Linked DNA regions of Anser cygnoides: region 2 is linked to region 1. A link is a contact called in public Hi-C data. All regions are on one chromosome and are shown on one strand. The core of a region is the stretch at or near the end of the contact, and the rest is flanking DNA. Distances in the headings are between cores, read along the strand shown.

Region 1 (3,419 bases), core at 696-3,195:
CACACAGTAGTTTACTGCTCAGCGCTGAAAGTGTTTTCCCTGCCTTTCTTTTCTGAAGGATTGTAATCCCCTTTCAGAGATTCTTCTGGCCAAGAGTGTTTTATTACACTTGAAGGTGATGAGAGATATGGGGGTGGGGGGCAGTTCTTCTGATGTTTCAGGATTATCTGAAAAATTAGAGAGGCTTAGTGCAACAGGTGCCATTAACACCTAATACGGGGGCAACAAAAGTGATCATAGATCAAAACATGTACTCGCTGCCACACAGCAGCAGCTCCAGCCCAGCTGGAGAGAAAGCCCAAGGGTTTGCCTCTTAGCTTGTAATGCTTTCTCAAAGAAAAAATACCTATTTCTTGGATTTTATTGATTGCATAAAACATTAATGTTTCACTTCAAATATGGAAACCAGATATCTAATAGATCTCTTTTCTGAAGTCCCAAAGAGTGCCAATGCACAGCCTCCGTTACCTCATTGTATCACCTTTGCCACTGTGTTGCTACCAATGACAGCAAAGATTTGGTCTTCTAGGCTTTTTTCCTGGTGCTTTTCTAGTTTACTCTTCCCAGCTCTATAATAAATTATAAATAAATAAATAAATAAAAATTAGGCTAGTAATTTAGTCAAATAGATGTACCTTTTTATGTGTAACTCATAATGGTGGAACTAGAGCCTCACTTATACTGGTGTCCTTTTTCATGATTTTACGTTACATATTTAGAGTATCAGCTCTTCTATGTACAGGGTGTACTTTAGTCTATGAAGCTGTTTGCATAGCATCATTGAGAAAGAAATGAAAGCCTGGAGAACCTGGGAAGACATACTTGGATGATAATTCGCTAAGTATCTTAGGGTAGACTGAATGTGTATTATACCTGTTCCTTTTGCATTTACTTTCTTCTTTGATATAGAAAAATCAGGGGTAGGTAGGAGCTGACTTCCCTGTAGGAGTTGACTTTCCTCATGCAGTAATTGTGCAATGCTTTTCAGCTGATACAAGAATAACACTGTTAGACATTTGGGTACAAAGAGTTTATTGCGTGAGAAATTGACCTAATGGCACAAAATCTTTTAGTTTAAAGGTTTACTGGGAAAGCAATCTGATTGAAAATATTTTCAGATTGTGAAAGAGGAATTGTATTTTAATTAGGGCCTCAGACTTGAAAATCTATTACATAACCCCTTGATTAAAACTAATTCCAGCATTAGAGGCACTCTCAGAGCAAAGTCCATTTTAAAAGGTTTTTTTAGACCAGTGTATACAGTAAATGCTAACTGCCAAGCTTTGCAGAATCATCTGAACGTTCACAGAAAACTCGTGAAACTATAAAAAATTAATTCTATATCTCTGAAAATTCTGATTTGAGTGGATTTCCACAATGAAATTTCATACATGAATAAAGCAACAGATATTTCATGTAGGAGACTGCTTTTATTTCATTTGCATAACTGATGAAGACGAGGAACAGACTTAAACCCCTGTTGCTTACCTTGGGGTAGGTCCTTGGCTGTGATATAGATATTTAAAAAATACTTTTTTAAAATACAGCATTAAGGAGCACCTTCACACTCTGACTAAATTGTGTCACTTTGGAATGCTGTCTGCTAGATTTTTAAGTGAGAAGTAAGTTATGAGCTTAATGAAAGCAGTGGTGGAAAATAGCTCTGGCCTGCTCTGGAAGGAGGATTGAGATCTTTTCAAGGAAAATATGGGTAAATTTGTTCACAGGCGTAAACCTCTGGAAGTGAGGGTTGTCTAGAGCTCTGCAAACACATGCTGCCTGTTCACAGCATTCTGCACAGAGATTTGCACCGTTGCTTATGTGAGTGAAGTGGAGAGGAAAGAGCTCTCGGCTCCTATCCATCCACGCAGGATAGCCTTTATCTAACCCATGGTTCAACTACTGCCCTCCAACTCTAAAACTCAGTTGCACAAGAGCGAAGAGGCACGGCAGTTTTAGAGTGTGCAAGTTTGAAAAGGGGATATGAAATAGATTAAACAGAGAGAATACAAAAAAAACAAATAAGTGTTCATGGGAAGAGCATGAGCGGGTTGTATTTTTCATACCTCTAGTTCTTTCTGAAGGCTATAAAAATGCAGAAGCCTGCAGTTTGGTTGTACAATTAAACTTGAAACAGCTGAGTGACTAGAGAGATGTAATTTAACTGTGAATAGATGTAATTAATAGATATATAGATATTTGTATTGATAGATGTAATTAATAGATGTAATTTAACAGTGGTGGGGTGAGTGTTTAACACACAAATGGTTAATTCAGATTGCTGGTAGAAGTGTCAGTACAAACAAGACGAATGCTTCTTTTTGCTCTCTGAGCAAAGACCACACATTTTTTGCCTTTCCCTTTCTCCAAGGCCAGTTGTGTGCATATTTCTAGAGCTTGCTTCAAATGTTGGGACAGTTTTCAAAATGCCACTGTTATATCATGCTCACTGAGCTGAGCTAACTGCTCAGTTATAAACCCTGATGAAATAACCTACAAATCTTCTGGAGAAGCAAAATGTCCACAGATAAGAGAGTTGTGACGTATGTGCTTAGGGAATAAGTGAAGGACGTTCAACCTATCAAGGCTCTTCCATTAAAAAAAATAATAATAATAAAGGAGAAAAAAAAAGGCAGGGGGGAACGTGTTACAGGAGGAACGCTGAAGCAGTACTGAAGCAGTTCTTCCCAGGAACAAATGGGATCTGCCCATGTTAGAGCATATAATGACTGAAGATAATATCTACGCTAGCCTTTCTTATTTATTTATTTTAATCAGGCATGCTATATCCTTCTGTTGAAACTCCTTCTTTTTCTAACAAGATGCTGTGAAACCAGAGCATACTTACCCTGATCCTGGGGTCATTGATGGCTGTGGTAAAGCTCCCTTTTAAGCCAGTGATGGGGGACAAGGCCCTCCTTTCTGCTCCAAGGCCACTTGGGACTTTGTAAGGCAACGCTTACACGGAAAGCATCAAGCAAATGTTAAGCCCCCAGAGTAAGATTTTTCTCTGCCAATTCCTAAAGGAGCTTTGAAGATGCTCATATTTTCTCTTATTTAAGCTCTTTATCTTTCTCTTTGCTGTATTTTTAATCAACAACTGAATCTATGCAACAGGCTGGTTCTGCTTTGGTCATAAAGCTGTACACTGTGGCTCTGTTTGGTTTCCCTCTTACTAATGTTTTCCTTTCAGTTATGCATTCAAAGGGAACGGGTATGTCTGCCTGCAAATTTCTTGTGAATCAAACCCCTTTACAATCCTGGCTCTTACCAGGCTGCCAACCTGTATGTTAAAAATGCTCAGAAAATCCAACATCTCCGTGTAATGCAAACATTTGTAGCAAAACCATGCAAACTTCTAATAATGAAAACCCACACCACGGAATGGTGATCTGGTTAGCAATCTTAACCCAAAAATG
Region 2 (3,690 bases), core at 683-3,182, 150 kb before region 1:
GAACATGCCAAGAATATCACTTCCTCATTATCTTATTTTATATAACCATCTTTTACATATGCATAGAAATTAACTACAGGAAGTCAGCAATACACTTACAGCTGTAACCAAAAAGTGAACGTAGGATAAAAAGTGAATGGAGGCTAACAATCCTTGAGAAAGTAGACCAAACATTTCCCACAGAACTGGCTGGTTACAAATGAATTAGGCCGGACTGGACATTTTAGTAGTCTCCAGTACTTAAAGACATGAATTTCATCTGATCTTGAAGTAGTTTCTTGAAGGTATCTGGTTTTAAATTATTTTCTCAAAAATGATGAACAATTACTAAACTAAGTTGTCTTTACAGGAATGTAGTAAAAATAACAGGAACTGAGGAGGCAAAATATATAGAGAGGTATCACCCACTTCTTAGAGGGATGAGCTCTCTCTTTCCATTTTATGGGACTGATTCCATTTTGCAAGAGATCTGTGCCTGTCTGATTTATATTATCCCAATGAAGCTTGTACTCATTTCAGAGCCTCATCATTGATTATCCTAAATGGAGAAATAGCATAAAACAGTTGAGGAGTCTTCTTGGGTGTTTGCACTAGACAGTGTGAATTACAGTGATAGGTTGCGTGCAAGAGAGAACTTCACCCTCTCTGATGCAGTAACAGTCTTCCAGGTGTGAAATATCAATGATGACTTCATATCGCATGAGTTGGAGATGCCAATGGGATGAGGTTCAACATGGATAAGTGCTGGGTACTGCACTTTGGCCACAACAACCCCATGCAATGCTATAGGCCTGGGGCAGAGTGGCTCAAAAGCTGTGCAGTGGAAAAGGGGGTGTTGGCCAATGAACATAAGCCAGCAGTGTGCCCAGGTGGTCAAGAAGGCCAACAGCATCCTGGTTTGTACCAGGAACAGTGCAGCCAGCAGGACCAGGGAGCTGATTGTCCCCCTGTACTCAGCTCTGGTGAGGCCACACCTCGAGTCCTGTTTTCAGCTTTGGGCTCCTCACTACAAGAAGGACATCGAGGCCCTGGAGCATGTCCAGAGAAGGGCTACGAAGCTGGTGAAGGACCTGGAACACAAGTCCTGTGAGGAGTGGCTGAGAGAACTGGGGTTGTTAGTCTGGAGAAAAGGAGGCTCGGGGGAGACCTCATTGCTCTCTACAACTGCCTGAAAGGAAGATGTGGGGAGCTGGGGGTCGGCCTCTTCTCACAGGTATTTAGCGATATGACTAGAGGGAATGGCCTCAAGTTGCATCAGGGGAAGTTCAGTTTGAAAATTAGGAGACATTTCTTCTCAGAAAGAGCAGTCAGGCATTGGGATGGGTTGCCCAGGGAGGTGGTGGAGTCACCGTCCCTGGGGGTGTTCAAGGAAAGGTTGGATGTGGTGCTTAGGGACGTGGTTTAGTGGGTGACATTCGTGATAGGGGGATGGTTGGATCAGATGATCTTGGAGGCATTTTACAACCCTAATGATTCTATGATTTGATGCTTTTGCTTTATGTTTCTTTAACAAATTACCTTAGAGCGAAAATTTTCAGCAAAAGTAAAGTAGAATTTGTAAGACAGAAACCAAGTTCAGAAGCAGGCTTTTTAAGTTGAAACATGAGTCAGAACTGACCTAGTAACAAGACCCAAAGCTGTCATAGCCCCATCTACAGAGTAACGCATTTACAGCTATCAAGGCACTCTGGCTGCCGAGATGAAAAAGTGACACTGCTCTACTTGCAAAAGGCAGAAATAACAATGAGTTACTTCTCATCTCTATCTTGTATATCTCTGTCTAGCATACCTCAGCATTTGCAGTTCTTATAGAATGAAACAAATAAGTTTATCTCCTTGCCTGCACTTAGGAAATTGTTATGAAGACTGAAATAATGAAAAGAGAGCTTAAAAGAAATAAAGTCTGGGGAAAACAGAGCTGGCTTTAGTCAGGATTTTTTTTAGCTTGCCCCTGAATTTGTCACCACATATGTGGTTAAAGAACATGAGCAGAGCAAACTGTCACTTCCCTCCTACCCACGTGTTGATGTCCTTTGCCTAGAAAGGGAAGGCTGGTGCTTTTCTGTGTCTTGCCCTAAAACAGCTTTAGTGCACAATTACATCATACACTCATACACTCAAAATGAAGAATGCAGAAGAACTCTAAGATCCTCTGCTAGACATAGCCATAGTACTATTGGAGAAGCTTATTCCTTTTTTTTTTTTTTTGGAATGTGCCAGGGCATACAATTTAGGCTAAAGTTCATTTTATTTAATATTAACCCAACTAAAAACTCATCCAAACTAGTTATCAAGCATGATTGTTCCCACATGCTTGAGACATCATACTGAAGAGAGGAATTTCCTTGTGAAGGTGGTCACTTTTCTCCAGGGAGTCAAATGGTGCTTTGAATGCTCTCTTAAAACAGGCACATCACTTTAGATAGCCAAAATCAGATTAAATAAAACCTACCCACGATGCTTGAGACACAGACCAGTGAATCCAATAGAAACATTGAGGAAAACCAATAAAGTCAGCAGCACTGCTTAAATTTAAGCATCTGGCATAAGTTTCCATGGTTAATTTTAAAGGCAAGGCTGTTCAGCATCTTGCAGAACCATTCCTTGTTTTACACCTAAATCATATGTAAAAATGTAAGTACATGAATATTTATGTGCTGAAGAGAGATCAGGTCATAAAGACTTACGAGAATAAGTGCTGGAGCCCAGCTGTCAGAAACTCCTGCCGAGCAAACCATCTGTCTATAATCACATGTCTATCAGTTTTCTGTCTGTAATTGCATGTATCTGTCAGTGCCCCCCTCATCCTGAATGCAGACTTCAAAACATTCAGGTTTTTTCCTGAAAAAAAGTTATCTTTTTCACCTTCCTCATTCTCTTCTTTTCCCCTCCTCATGTAACTGTCTACCTACCTTGATTACACTGGTTATGCACATAAACGGAGAATCTGCATTTATTCTAAGGAAAGAGTCTTTTGAAGATGACAAGACAACATTTATTGGTAGTGTGACATTTTTATGAACCAAATTGGACTTTCCTTCTGCTTACAAGGAAACTACTGAATGTCAGGTTCTAAGTGATTCTCTAGTATTCTGTTATCATTTTAATACTGCTTTATGGGTTCTCGGATTTACTTAAGTAAAATTGGGAAGGTACTAAATTAGTGCAACATAAAGGTGATCTAGGACATCTACAGTTGGTAGTAATTCATGTAATATACACCATTCCACTGCTGATGGGGGGGGAGGGGGAGGGGGGTGGTTACCTTATATAATTAGTATTAAGAGAAAACATGAAATGTAATCAAGTAAAATCCAACATATGCTGATTTATTGTAACTTAAAATATGCAATATGGAAGCAGGATCTTCCAAAGCCTTTTTCTTTTCGATCTAGTGATCTCTACCTTCCTCAATGAGAGCAGGCTGCATGCCTCTCCAGTACATCATTAATACAGCTGCCAGGGCCACAGAAAAAGCTGAGCTTGCACTATCTAGCATGTTTTCTCATTTTCTTGCCCAGTAGTAAGAAAGTGAGCTCAGTACTCACTTTCAGATCTCCCATGAGACTCATGCTGGCTTGCCCAACATCTCCTGGCTCTTAAAAGAAACTGAATTAAGCTCAGTTTCCTAATGATTTGTACTGAATTCATGCAGAGAAATCCCAGTATCTGCCACTTTAATTGGTTGCA

The links. A called contact is a pair of places that touch in the nucleus more often than the background predicts.
Region 2: a Hi-C map of liver shows a contact between it and region 1, with 1.7 times the contacts expected there. The contact joins two enhancer-like sites. A contact is called at or near these places in 2 of 7 Hi-C or Micro-C datasets (both in liver).

Annotation. Positions count from the first base shown.
Region 1 is chr2:25,326,902-25,330,320 of Taihu_goose_T2T_genome, reverse strand. The region is part of intron 4 of CDK6 (cyclin dependent kinase 6); the gene reads left to right. Among named protein-coding and RNA genes, the nearest start is that of FAM133B, 35 kb to the right of the region's middle. Within about 2 kb of position 1,945, at least 1 of the 3 cell types and tissues checked has open chromatin away from gene starts, as enhancers often do. A contact at or near this core is called in liver, where this site is marked.
Region 2 is chr2:25,481,308-25,484,997 of Taihu_goose_T2T_genome, reverse strand. No RefSeq gene overlaps it. Among named protein-coding and RNA genes, the nearest start is that of CDK6, 42 kb to the right of the region's middle. Within about 2 kb of position 1,932, at least 1 of the 3 cell types and tissues checked has open chromatin away from gene starts, as enhancers often do. A contact at or near this core is called in liver, where this site is marked.